Regions from separate parts of the Mus musculus genome. Here region 2 is linked to region 1. A link is a contact called in public promoter capture Hi-C data. All regions are on one chromosome and are shown on one strand. Each heading gives the region's core, a stretch centred on a gene start, on an enhancer-like site or on the middle of the called end of the contact. The rest is flanking DNA. Distances are from core to core; before and after follow the strand shown. Region 1 holds the start of Odaph (odontogenesis associated phosphoprotein). Region 2 has its middle 25 kb from the start of Uso1.

Region 1 (6,924 bases), core at 1,625-4,124:
AAGGAAGGAAGGGGAGAGAGAGAGAGACAGAGAGACAGAGAGAGAAAGAGAGAAAGAGAGAGAGAAAGAAAGAAAGAAAGAAAGAAAGAAAGAAAGAAAGAAAGAAAGAAAGAAAGAAAAAGGAAGAAAGGCAAACATGCCCTTTACAGATTATCATGATAGTTTGAGCTTTGTGTCAACACCTCAATGTTCCTCTGGGGGAGGTACTTACTATAGTTCAGATTTCGAATGTCCCTGTCTTAGTCAGGGTTTCTATTTCTGCACAAACATCATGATCAAGAAACAAGTTGGGGAGGAAAGGGTTTATTCAGCTTACACTTCCATACTGCTGTACATCACCAAAGGAAGTCAGGACTGGAACTCAAGCAGGTTAGAAAGCAGGAGCTGATGCAGAGGCCATGGAGGGATGTTCTTTACTGGCTTGCTTCCCCTGGCTTGATCAGCCTGCTCTCTTATAGAACCCAAAACTACCAGCCCAGGGATGGTCCCACCCACAATGGGGCCCTTCCCCCTTGATCACTAAGTTGAGAAAATGCCTTACAGCTGGATCTCATGGAGGCATTTCCTCAACTGAAGCTCCTTTCTCTGTGATAACTCCAGCTTGTGTCAAGTTGACACAAAACTAGCCAGTACAGTCCCTAAGTGCCCATGTGTTAAAAAGCCTTGGTCTCCAGCCTGGAGCACCACTGGCAGGTGGTAGAAGCTCTACCAGATTAAGACTAGTGAATGGAAGTTAGGTCATTGGGGATGGCACCCTTAAAGGGACTACTGGGACCCTTAGCCCCCCCCCCCTCAGCTTCCTGGTCACCGTGAGATGAGCAGCCTGTGCCCCTACAATAATGTTTTCACCACAGTCCAAAAGCAGCAGAAATAGCTGACCAAGGACACTTCTAAACTATGAGCCAAAATAAATCTTTCTACCTTATAAATTGATTTTCAAGTATCTCATCATGGTGACAGAACGCCAACTAATACAAATGCCACATCAAAGATCATGTCTCTAAACTGATAAAAAATACATTTTTTTTGAGACAGCATCTGACTCACTATGTTGCCTAGGCTAGTTTAGAACTCATAGGTCAAGCCTTCCTTCCACATCAGCCTCTGAAATACCTGCAATAATTGACTAGTGTCACCATGCTGGCTTGAACAGATAATCAAATGGCAAGTGAGAAAAGAAAATGATATTAGAAAGTTTTGGGTATTTCTTTTTTCTAACAAGAACCAGCCTCTTAATTCTTGTGACCACTTCCTGTTACTCTCACAACTGAAAGAATCCTCTCGGGAGGCCAGCCAAGCACTGGTGTGTCTGGCTGTGGTGGTTTGAATAAGAATGGCCTCCATATGCTCATGAATGTGACTAGTTAGTCACCAGGGAGTAGCGCTATTTAAAAGGATTAAAGGGATTAGGAGGTGTGGCCTTGTTGGAGGAAGTGTGTCACTGGGGGTGGGCTTTGAGGTTTCAGAATCCCATGTGGAGCCCAGACATCTCTGCTTACAGATCAGTATGTGGTTCTCAGGTACTGCCCCAGTGTCTACCTGCACTATGACAGGCTTCCTGTCATGATGATGATGATGGAATAACCCTCTAATACTGTAAGCCAGCCCCCATCTAATGCTTTCTCTGTAAGAGTTGCCTTAGTCTTGGTGTCTCTTTACAGCACTATAACAGTGACCAAGACACATGTTCATCTTACAAGCAAGTTGGTGACTTAGAAGAAAGTCTAGAAAGTAGGCTTATTAAGTTATGCTCCAGGTTTCTTCATTTTTGTTTAAACAATGACCATAGTGGCCACAAGGAAAGACACTTTTCTACCCATGGCCCTTCCCTCATGGGCAGACATAGGGCAGAGAAGAACCATACACTTGGGTCAGAATCTAACAGCAGCTTCTTCAAACACCTGGATCAGGAAATCTCCTCTTCCCTCATGATTTGCTCCAGGAAGTCAAGCTATGTGGTGAGGAGCTAAGGTAGTTCTTTTCTGTGGGGAGTTTGAATGAAAATGGCTCTAATAGGCTCATGCATTTGAATGCTTGATCTGAAGTTGGTGGAACTATTTGGGAAGAATTGGGAGGCATAGGGGTAGACTTTGACGTTTCAAAAACCCATACCACTTCACATTAGATCTCTCTCTGTCTCAGGCCTGTGGATAAGATATAAGTTCTCAGATACTGCTCCAGCACCATGCCTGCCTGTCTGCTGCCATGATTCCCCACCTTGGTGGCCATGGGCTCACCATCTGAAACTGTCAGCCCAAATAAATTCTTTCTTTTATAAAAGTGGCTCTCGACCCCGTGGGTTATGACCCCTTTAGGGGATAAAAGACCCTTTCATGGGGGTCGAATATCAGATATCCTGCATATCAGATATTTCCATTAGGATTCACAATAGTGGCAAAATTAGTTATGAAGTAGCAATGCAATAATGTTATGGTTGGGGAAAGGGGGAGTTACCACAACATGAGGAGCTGTATTAAAGGGTCGCAGCATTAGAAGGTTCTATAAGCTGCCTTGGTCAGGTCATAGTGTTTTTGTCATAGCAATAGAAAAGAAACCAAAATACCTTCCCTTGCAGCTGGAGAGCCATGGTTACAAGTGAAGAGAAGGCACTGAGGTGGGGAGTGTTTGGAACTGACAGGGTAGTGAAGGTAAGGTGGCTTCCTTCAGTCCAGAGTGAAGGAGAGGTGCGTGACGCTTGCCTGGCATTACCAGAAGCTTCAGGTTGACGAAGACTGTCTGGTATTTCCTTGAGAGTTTCTTACTCTCCCACCACAGGTCCGGGTGGTTGTGGTCCACTATGCAAATGCAAATTGCCTGACTCAGGCTGCTGCCAACTCACTCACTCTCCTTTAAAGCAGCCTGGGGCCCAGAGCAGTGAGTGCTCAGGGCAGAAGCCATGGCTCCAGCTTTCCATGTCTCCTGGTTACTGGTCAGCTGGTTGGTGGTAACTACAGCAGAAGGTAAGAGTCTGAGTTTTTACCTACTGTGTGTGGGTTAGATAAATAATACCATACAGGAAAACAAAGGTGGCTTCCATGGTTACATATTTCCATATGTTGGAAATGTTTCTTTGCTACCATCAGCCTGTGTGAATGAAATGAAAGGCTGGGGTGGCTCACCTGAAGACCTGGATCCCAGTCTTAGCGTTACCTCTGTGATTTTAGGGTATACTTGAACATTATATATGATTATGCATTGTTGTGGGGCTGGAGAGGACAACTGAGCTATAAGCAAAAGCCTCTGCACATTAAAAGCACTGCATCAAGGCTACTGTTGTTACTACGGTTATCGGTTATGGAGCTAACAGTGTTTATGTGGAATTATAGCACTGTCTGCTTCCTTCCATTTCCAGCAGCCAGCTCTTCAGGCTGAGTCTTTGTTTATTGCTTTAATGAATCATACCTGATGAGCTGTGTCTTGGCTCTACCAAGGTGAGCAGATTTCCTGAGGCTGACTAATTTCTCCCTTGCTCCCATTCTCCCCTCCCCCAGCACCCCCCCCCCAACCCTGCACTCCTCCCCCTTGCTCTCCACTGAACCTGCAGATGCTCTGAGCATGGACATTGGATTTCAAGTCCCTGCCCAAGGGAAGATATGGAAGATAGGAGAAAGGAATAGGAAGGAGAACCTGGGGGCCCTGCATCTAGCATTTGTTTTCGTAATTGACTTTAAATGCAGACGTAGGTGCTGTTCAGTGAGGAGGGATCCAGTGTTGGACAGAGCCTCTCGCCCACTTACATTCCCTGACCTAGGGAAGCTTTTCAAGGGGTTCAGTGAGACTCCATTCATCTTCCAACATTTTCTCTGCAGTTGTCACACAATGTCTGAGACAGACTGGAGACAGGGAGAGGCATCAGAACTTGTTGCTAGATACCCAGAGATCCCCTAACCCAGCCTCTGCACAGACTACAGCTATCACAGGGCAGCAGTTCCTCAATTCCCAAGATGAGGTTATGGACATCTGCTGAAAAAGAGGCCACCTTCTTTCCAGCTTATGGGGCACATGTAGTCACAGAGCAAATTTGTTGACATCTCTTGTTTTGTTCTCTTGAGGCTTTGAAAATAGCTAAATAGGTTATAACGAGATTCGAGATTTCAATTATTTATATCTAAAACTATCCTTTGAGGGCTGAACACAGTGGTGTGTGCCTCTGATCCTGACACTCAGAGGCAGAAGCCGGAAAGATATCTGCGAGTTCAAGGCCAGCCTAGTCTATGTAGCAAGTTTCAGAATGGAAAGCCAGGGTTACATAGTGAGACAATGTCCCCAGACAAACAAATAAAAATTTCGTCTGAAAGGTGAGATTTGGTCTCTGAGCTTGGCAGCACAGGTTCTAGGTCATCACTCATTTCTGCTTGTCCTCTGGGACTGACTGCCCAGCAGGAAGGCTCACATGTGTCCCTGTGCCCTTCGCCGTCCAAGAGCACCTGCTCCTTTCCTGCCTCACATCTGCTCTCTGCAGTTCTGCTTCGAGTAACAGCAATTAAATGCTACTGTAATATCACACTTACAAGTCTTTCTGGAGGCACTTTATTGTAAAATAGGTTGTTTTTCTCTGACATCTTTGGATTGTCAAAGCAGTCTGTGCCTCACCTGCAGTGTATGTTCCATGCCTGACTGGCAGATCTGTCTGTATCTAATCTCTTTCCAATCCTCAGAGACAGGCGCTATGGTTTTGTCATCACAGCGCTCAATTCAGCATGTAATATGGGATGTGCACACGGTTGACCCGACGTACAGCATCCTGAAGGGGGGACGGGGAGTTTAGCACATTTTCTGGGCTCTAAATTCTTTATCTTTCAAGTGATGAATTTTACAAAAATAGCCAATCGTTCTTGGTGTCCACAAAATGAATTGAGTTACAGTTATTATGAGTCAGTTAACCACGGCATTGGTATTTCTTTGTGGCTGGAGTCTGAATGGGCATGGGAAATCTAAGATTCCAGGTGCTCTGTAAGGAAGAATGGCGTGGGTAGACCCAGGCTTGCTGCTATAAAAATCACTACAGCTCTCTACAAAACAGCTCTTGACTGCCCAGATAAACCACAGAGCACAGGTAATTATAAAAAGATCTTCTCATCATTACCTCTTTTTTTAAAAAATCGAGCTAGTTTGGGGGTATGATACAAATTTCACGTCTAGACTATAATAAGCCCATTTAAGACTGACATCCAAACTTCAAACAATATTTTGGCTTGTATTATATAATACTATAATTTTAAATATAAATTATTATTTAAAACACTCTAAGGCTGGAATTAAATTCTCGCTGAGTACCACAAAAACACCGAGAAGAACAGCCAGTGTCTGCCTAGTCATTCAGAGATACACCAAGTCTTCAAGGATAACACTGCCATCCAGGGAGTGTTCCAGGTGCTGAAGACATCAGCAATGACCAACAGAATCAATAATCCCTCGTCTTCACAGAGTTCCTAGTCTTATAGTTATTATGTACTTTAGTCCTACCCTTACCTTGATACACACAGATCTTATATAAAAGATAAACAGATAAACCTAAGAAGTGAAGCTTGTGCTGCTAAAAATCCTTCTATAACATTCACAACCTTAACAATTAACAATAACAATTGCTAACTTAATAAATGTGTACTATGCAAAGGGTATCTCCCAGAACCGTTAATATCTTATCTTGGATAATTTCATAAGCCCATTGGATAGACCATACTATTCTTACATCTTTCAAATAAGGGAAAAAAAAACCCTCAGGGGTGAGGTGATCTGTCCTTAGTCACAGTATTAGAAGCAGGGACCCTGCCTCTGGAATATCATGCTGCCCTGCCTCTCCAGATGTTTGTTTGATTGTTTGTTTTTGTTTTTGTTTTTTGAGACAGGGTTTCTCTGTGTAGCCCTGGCTGTCCTGGAACTCACTCTATAGACCAGGCTGGCCTTGAACTAAGAAATCTGCCTGCCTCTGCCTCCCAAGTGCTGGGATTAAAGGCGTGAGCCACCACTGCCTGGCAGATGTTTTTTAGTCAACATTCAAATGTGTGACCTACTTTGGTCTTATTAAGTTTTCAGGATGCTTAGCTTTGATGTACAGTGCCCTTGCTGGTGTGTCAGTGTGTGACGTGTGGGAAATACATGTTAATCTTCACACTGTCCTTCATAGGTAAGAACATAGAAACTTATGCTGTTATAGAAATGAAGCTTTCTCTCCATCAGTTTAATTCTTCCACAGGCCCTGGGGGTAGGGCCAGTCTGTAAGATGGTCTGCTGGGCATTTCAGGAATGCTAAGGGCATGGTTCATAAGTTCAATGCTGGTGGGCCAAGACTGCTATGGAAGTTTTCCAAGTTCCAATCCAGCGTCCAGGCAGGGACGATCTCCCTAAGGAGGTCTGACTTGGGCACTACATGAGAGATCCAGGACAAGAGGAACTCTAGGCACCGGGAGCCAAAATTTAAGCCCAGGAATATTAAGGACTTTTGCCAAAGCAGCGTTTTGGGGTAGAGGGGACAGCACTGTTTAACTGTTTGAATGGGTACAAAGCTTGCAGCCCTCTTTAACAAAAGAAGAACCTGAGATGTTTGCAGCCCTCTTTAACAAAAGAACCTGAGATGTTTACAGCCCTCTTTAACAAAAGAAGAACCTGAGATGTTATTAGCAGATTGCCCAAGTTTTCACTCTGAAATGTGGCATTAGGTAAACTTAGAGAGGTAGTAAATCAAGATGGAATTTTCAAGGCAGTTTGAGGAGAAAACAAAGATAATGACTTCAGGAAGTGAGCAGAATGAGGTTAAAGAAGAGATAGGTAGGCGGGGTCAGCTGAGCGAGGGGAAGGAAGAAGCCGTTTAGCATCAATTCACATAGATAGTCTTGACCTTGTCCCATGAGACAGACTGCCAAACCAAGTCCTAGGGCTCCCACACTTTATTTTTACTTTATATGTAGGGGTGTTTTGCCTGCA
Region 2 (6,170 bases), core at 1,735-4,234, 130 kb after region 1:
TCCCCCAAATAACTCAATCATTATAGAAGCAGGGAAGACTGCCTCCACCAGAGACGACAAGTCTCAGCTGCACATCCCTGCAGTCTCTCAGAAAACTGTCCTGACTCCCTTTATGACCCCTGGAGCCATTTGTCTTCCTATAACTGCTCTTCTCCCTTTCTCTCCTGTGAGGATGCTCTGAGCCCCAATCACATTGGTGTTTCTGTGAGTTCCTATCAATAGGTTAATAAACATGTGATTACTTCTTGTCTTTTTTCTTACTAATCTGCCCTTTTTCATACTTGGAATTCCCATGCATAGAACCTAAAGGGAAGGACCGAAGATAGGATTTACTTTCTCAACAAACTACATTGCCAGTAAGTACATCTCTGTACACACTGAATTTGGAATCTTCTTATAGATCTTCCTATGAGAGTGAGCCCTGAGTACTATTACGGAAGCCGCAGCAATGCTCTTCTAAATGCCCCTGCCAAGACCCCACACCTGGAATCTGTAAATAGGACTGCATCAGACAACGAAGACACATCAAGAGACCTAGAAGAAACTTCCAAATACTCCTGCAAAGTGAACTCAAGACTATTACTAGAGCAAAAGAAAAATTAACTACACAAAGAGAGCAGGGCAACTGGTCTACCTTGGAAGGCTAAAAGTGGACAGCAGGGACTCACACTGGCCTGATTCTTTCATTGTTCAGAGTAAAAGGTGCTTTGGCCACTACAACCTCTGGAACAGAATTCACAGAAGGAAAAAAAAAAAGCAACACTTAAAACATAGCTGAAGGCCATTCCTTAAACCACCCAGTCTTTGTAGCCAAACTAAGTAGACCCTCAAGAAGGAAAAAGCAGGCACCCTCAGACTTTTCTGTCTGTACCCTGGCTTCCCTGTAGTTTCAGGTGGAGAGATAAAAGTGCTGAAGAGTTTATGAATGTTTTGAAGATTTGGTTGGCAGAAGCCACTGTCACTGGGCTCCAGTCAGGGAACCTGTAAACAAGCAGAGACAACATGACCCAAGAAAGAGCTGGCACCCACCCAGAAGACACCGCCTCTGAGTCTTCCAACCAGTAGCATTTACCCTTGTCAACTACCCAACTGCCCTGGGGCTCTCTTCTCAAATCTTTCCATTCAGGGAGTGCTTCTTAAATGTTTACAAAGAGCCAAGAACTAAAGGGCATAGGGCTGCAAACTACACAGCGCCCTGGCAGAGACGGTAAGTAGACATTGAAAGTACTGGCCAGGGCTGAAAGACACTAAGAACCAACTTTGGGGATGGAAAGTGGTCCGGGTGCAGAGTACTGAGACAACAGGCAGTCAGGACACCCAGGAACTGAAAACATCGAGCAAACTAGGCTTAAAACAGGTAATACAGGGGTTGGGGATTTAGCTCAGTGGTAAAGTGCTTGCCTAGCAAGCCCAAGGCCCTGGGTTCGGTCCTCAGCTCCGGAAAAAAAAAAAAAAAAAAAAAAAAAAAAACAGGTAATACAAGCTGGGTGTGGTGGCAAAGTCTGTATGTGATTCCAGTACCCTGGAAGGAAGATTGTGAGAGGAGAGGAATCTGCACCGTTAGTATCAAACCTCGGGGCACACACGGAAGGAGGCTGTGAAAGAAAGAAAGAGGGCTGGTGAGATGGCTCAGTGGGTAAGAGCACCCGACTGCTCTTCCGAAGGTCCAGAGTTCAAATCCCAGCAACCACATGGTGGCTCACAACCATCTGTAACAAGATCTGACTCCCTCTTCTGGTGTGTCTGAAGACAGCTACAGTGTACTTACATATAATAATAAATAAATCTTTAAAAAAAAAAAAAAAAAAAAAAGAAAGAAAGAAAGGAAAGAAGGAAGGAAGGAAGGAAGAAAGAAAGAAAGAAAGAAAGAAAGGAAGGAAGGAAGAAAGAAAGAAAGAAAGAAAGGAAGGAAGGAAGAAAGAGAAAAGAAAAGAAAAGAAAAGAAAGAAAGAAAGAAAGAAAGGAAGAAAGAGAAAAGAAAAGAAAAGAAAGGAAGGAAGGAAGAGAAAAGAAAAGAAAGAAAGAAAGAAAGGAAGGAAGAAAGGAAGAAAGGAAGAAAGAGAAAAGAAAAGAAAAGAAAAGAAAGAAAGGAAGGAAGGAAGAGAAAAGAAAAGAAAGAAAGAAAGGAAGGAAGGAAGAAAGGAAGAAAGAGAAAAGAAAAGAAAAGGAAAGGAAAGAAAGAAAGAAAGAAAGAAAGAAAGAAAGAAAGAAAGAAAGAAGAGAAAATTAAATAAAAAAGAAAAGCTCAAACAAGCAGTCAAGTTGCCGAAGGAAGAACCGGGCTGTGCTTAAGGAAGGGCGGGGCCAGGGAACATTTGGAAGCTCGAAACTTGGGGCTCCTGGGGGTCAGCCCCAGCAACAAACCAACCTAGAGAGTTTTTCTTTGTGTTCCTTCCCACCCCGACTCCCACCGCCACACCCACCTGGCTATTGTCCCTATTCACTTCTCCAGTGAAGGTCATTTTAATTTCTTAGAGCTTAATTAAAAGATAATTTCAACCTACATCTTATTCTTTAGGAGCCAAGGCTCCCCCACCTCAGGTAAACCCTTCTCCAGATAACTGTCTCACTGTGACAGAGCAAGCAATCCTCTAAACAACTTTTGTGACCTACTGGTCTGCCCTAAAAGCTAAACTCTCAGTCAAGTTTAAGGAGAAAACACCCTGAGGAGATAGTTTCCGGCCCATCGGAGTCCCAGATTAGCTTAATTGCCTGACTTTCCCCTCATTAGAAAGTTCCTCTAGGAGGCAGATCTCTCCCTTCAGGAGAGAGAACACCCACAAAAGCCTGGGCTGTACCTGCAGGTTAGGGAAAGTACAGGACCCCAGAGCGAGGCAAATTAGCAATTCACGCATTTTACCATTTCAATTGGAGCCGGGAATTACAGCCGGGAGCAAAAAGAAGTCGCCCTCGTAACTCCCCCGCAGTTTCCTGTGTATTGTTTGCGGTTGGCTCTCCCAGCTGAACAAAGTGCTGGCAAACCTTATTTTTAAAAACACAAATAAAAGAGCTATGCAGGTCAGAGCAGTCCCTCCGCTGGAGGGAAGAGCACACTCCCTTCAGGAGTAGCTGGGGAAGTGGAGCCAGGTGACAGTGGGGTGCTGGGGAGACTGGGGGTGAGGAAGGAGACAAAGTTCTCAGCTCTTCCTAGGCGAGTCTCTCCGCCTGTAGTCCCAGCACTCTGCAGTGCTGAAGCAGCTTTCCCAAAATTCCACACACACACCCATTTCTTTTTTAAATATTTACTTATTGTATGTTTCTTTAGTTAAGATTTATTTTTGCCAGGCGTGGTGGTGGCACACGCCTTTAATCCCAGCACTCCGGAGGCAGAGGCAGGCGGATTTCTGAGTTCGAGGCCAGCCTGGGAGAAACCCTGTCTCGAAAAACCAAAAAAAAAAAAAAAAAAAAAAAGATTTATTTTATTTATATGAGTACACTGTAGCTGTCTTCAGACACACCAGAAGAGAGTATTCCATTATGGATGGCCGAGAGCCACCATGTGGTTGCTGGGAATTGAACACAGGACCTTCGGAAGAGCAGCCAGTGCTCTTAACTGCCAAGCCATCTCTCCAGCCCTCATTTTAACCCCCTTTAGGCTCTGGTATCTGCTGTCCTGCTTTGTTTTCTTTTCTGGCTCAAGGACAGCCTTTGCTGAATTCAGAGATCCTCCTGCCTCAGTAGGAAGTAAGTTTCAGATGACAAAGAGACTACTCCAGCTTCAATGTCTGCACAAAGCAAACTTCACTCTGTCTAGAGCGAGTGTGGGAAAAACACAAACACACAGGACCAGGCGTTTGTTTGGCTGAGGTCGGGTGGGGGTTTTCACAGCTCTTGGCTATCAGTGCGCGTGTGTGTATAAAACCTTCCCATGAAAGTCTTTCGTGTGTGTGTGTGTGTGTGTGTGTGTGTGTGTGTGTGTGTGTGTATATGTGTGTGTAAAACTTTCCCATGAAAGTCTTTCAAGATGAGGGAGATAAGGATTTGAAAAAGTAGTGAACACAGGAAAATAAAATTAAAAAAAAAGCCTCTTAGACATGTAAAAATAGCTTAGTGAGGAACCCCACTACACCCCAAGGCTGCATTTGATAGCTCAAACCCAGGGACATCACTGGAGATAGTAAAGCAAGAGCCTAAAACTCCATGATGCCCTGATGCCCACTGGACAGAATATAAGCAGAGTCCAAGAGCAGTGCTCTGCTCTGCACATCTGGACAGACACCACCTTGGTCTGCCCGGCAGCTGGAAAGTTACCTCCAGGAACCTGACCCTCAAAGTAGAGCATAGTTTTTTAAAAAAAAGTGCTTTTTAGACATGTAAAAATAGTGAGGGTCCCTACTACACCCAAGGCTGCACCTGACTGATAACCAGAACCAAGTCACATCACTCACTGAAGATAATCAGACACAGTCCTAATACCCCAGATGCCTACTGGACAGTATATATGTATATATGCAGAGACCAAGAGCAGTGCTCTGCTCTGCACATCTGGACAGACACCACGTCGATCTGCCCTGCTTACTAGTCCCCTGGCTATCCAGTCCCTCACGTAACTCCGAGTGAACTGCTTCCACTACTACCACATCTTAAGGCAGAAGCCCACGGGCGTTAGTTCCTGCCACAGTGATTCTTCCTCAGGGTTCTGGTTCTTTCCTTCCTGCGACCAGCTCTGGGCTACCCAATCTTAAGGCAAAAGCCTGTGGCTTTGTGGAGGAAGTCCTGAAGTCGGGGATTCGCCCTTATCTCTGGAGCCAGTTTGGGCCCTTAGGAATAGCAAGATGCCACCTTAGTTTCATCTTTTCTAAGGATCATCTAAGATCCTGCTGACTAGACTGTACCAACTGTCACAAAATCAGGAAGGTAGATACATGTAGTTAGTAAAACAGAAGTTGTATTTTATTATGCTGAGGGTTCACACAAGATTCACAGGCTAAATTCCTAACTTCAGTCCTAAACCTACTTCCCCAAGGCTGCTCTCTTGTTTGATGCATCTTAGCTAGATGTCAAGTACAGTCGATAAGAGTAGACTCTGACTTGAGGATCAGGATCCTGGGAGAGGCTCTCCAGCTGCAGGGCAGATCAAGGTAGCATCTCTCTAGATGTGCAGAACAGAGCACTGCTCTTAGTCTCTGCTTACACTGTCCAGTGGATGTCATGAGGTTCTAGGACTACGTCTGGTTATCTTCAGTGTGTAGTTCTGGTTATCAGGAGCAGCCTTGGGTATAGAGGGGTTCTCACTAAGCTATTTCTTTCTTTTTTTTTTAAGATTTATTTATTTATTATATGTAAGTACATTGTAGCTGTCTTCAGATGCACCAGAAGAGTGCATCAGATCTCATTACAGGTGGTTGTGAGTCATCTTGTGGTTGCTGGGATTTGAACTTAGGACCTTTGGACGAGCAGTTACTGCTCTTAACCTCTGAGCCATCTCTCCAGCCAACTAAGCTATTTCTACATGTCTAAAAGGCCAGTTTGGTTTTTTGTTGTTGTTGTTGTTTTTTAATTTTTTAAATTTTTTTTTGGTTTTTCGAGACAGGTTTTCTCTGTATAGCCCTGGCTGTCCTGGAACTCACTTTGTAGACCAGGCTGGCCTCGAACTCAGAAATTTGCCTGCCTCTGCCTCCCAAGTGCTGGGATTAAAGGCATGTGCCACCACGCCCAGCTTGGACAACTCTTACACTTGAATGTTAGCAGTCCTAATTCACTTGGGCACTGGGACATTATTAATTATTAAAGATTTACTTATTTATTCTATATAAGTACACTATAGCTGTCTTCAGACACACCAGAAGAGGGCACCAGATCTCATTACAGATGGTTGTGAGCTACCATGTGGTTGCTGGGAATTGAACTAATGACCTCTGGAAGAACAGTCAGTGCTCTTAACTGCTGAGCCATCTCTCCAGCCCCTACATGTTCTTTATTATATATTATGGGCTCAAGATGGACTGAGTTTCAACTCCAAATTCTGCCACTTGCTGCTGAGTGATGCTGTAATAGTGACTCTCTGCAGTATGGTTGTGAGGGTTACTTTATGTATTAGCAATGTTTAGGGTCTAGAACATGTCAAAGATGACCTCTACTGAAAGTCCATGTTAGGTCATGAAGAGCAAACAAGACTTACAAGGACCAATATGCATGCCCGGGAAGAGTAAAGGACCTCAACAATTAGA

Evidence for each region. Promoter capture Hi-C pulls out the DNA fragments that hold promoters and counts their contacts.
Region 2: a contact with region 1 is called in a promoter capture Hi-C map of liver, with 2.6 times the contacts expected there. The contact joins the enhancer-like site here to the promoter of Odaph in region 1. A contact is called at or near these places in 6 of 39 promoter capture datasets (cranial neural crest, embryonic stem cells, liver and 2 more), 1 of 15 datasets of contacts at CTCF or cohesin (the NIH/3T3 cell line), 2 of 484 Hi-C or Micro-C datasets (ECoMG-derived neutrophils and regulatory T cells), 3 of 115 datasets of contacts at active chromatin or transcription factors (bone marrow-derived macrophages and embryonic stem cells) and 4 of 9 other capture datasets (adipose tissue, embryonic stem cells, liver and 1 more).

Annotation. Positions count from the first base shown.
Region 1 is chr5:91,984,599-91,991,522 of GRCm38.p6, forward strand. It overlaps Odaph (odontogenesis associated phosphoprotein), which reads left to right and starts at 2,875. Exons shown (of 2, transcript NM_001177577.1): 1 at 2,875-2,960. The coding sequence starts at 2,897.
Region 2 is chr5:92,109,982-92,116,151 of GRCm38.p6, forward strand. It overlaps a transcript of G3bp2 not described here. Among named protein-coding and RNA genes, the nearest start is that of Uso1, 25 kb to the right of the region's middle. Within about 2 kb of position 2,985, at least 56 of the 459 cell types and tissues checked have an H3K27ac peak or open chromatin away from gene starts, as enhancers often do. A contact at or near this core is called in adipose tissue, embryonic stem cells, liver and 2 more, where this site is marked.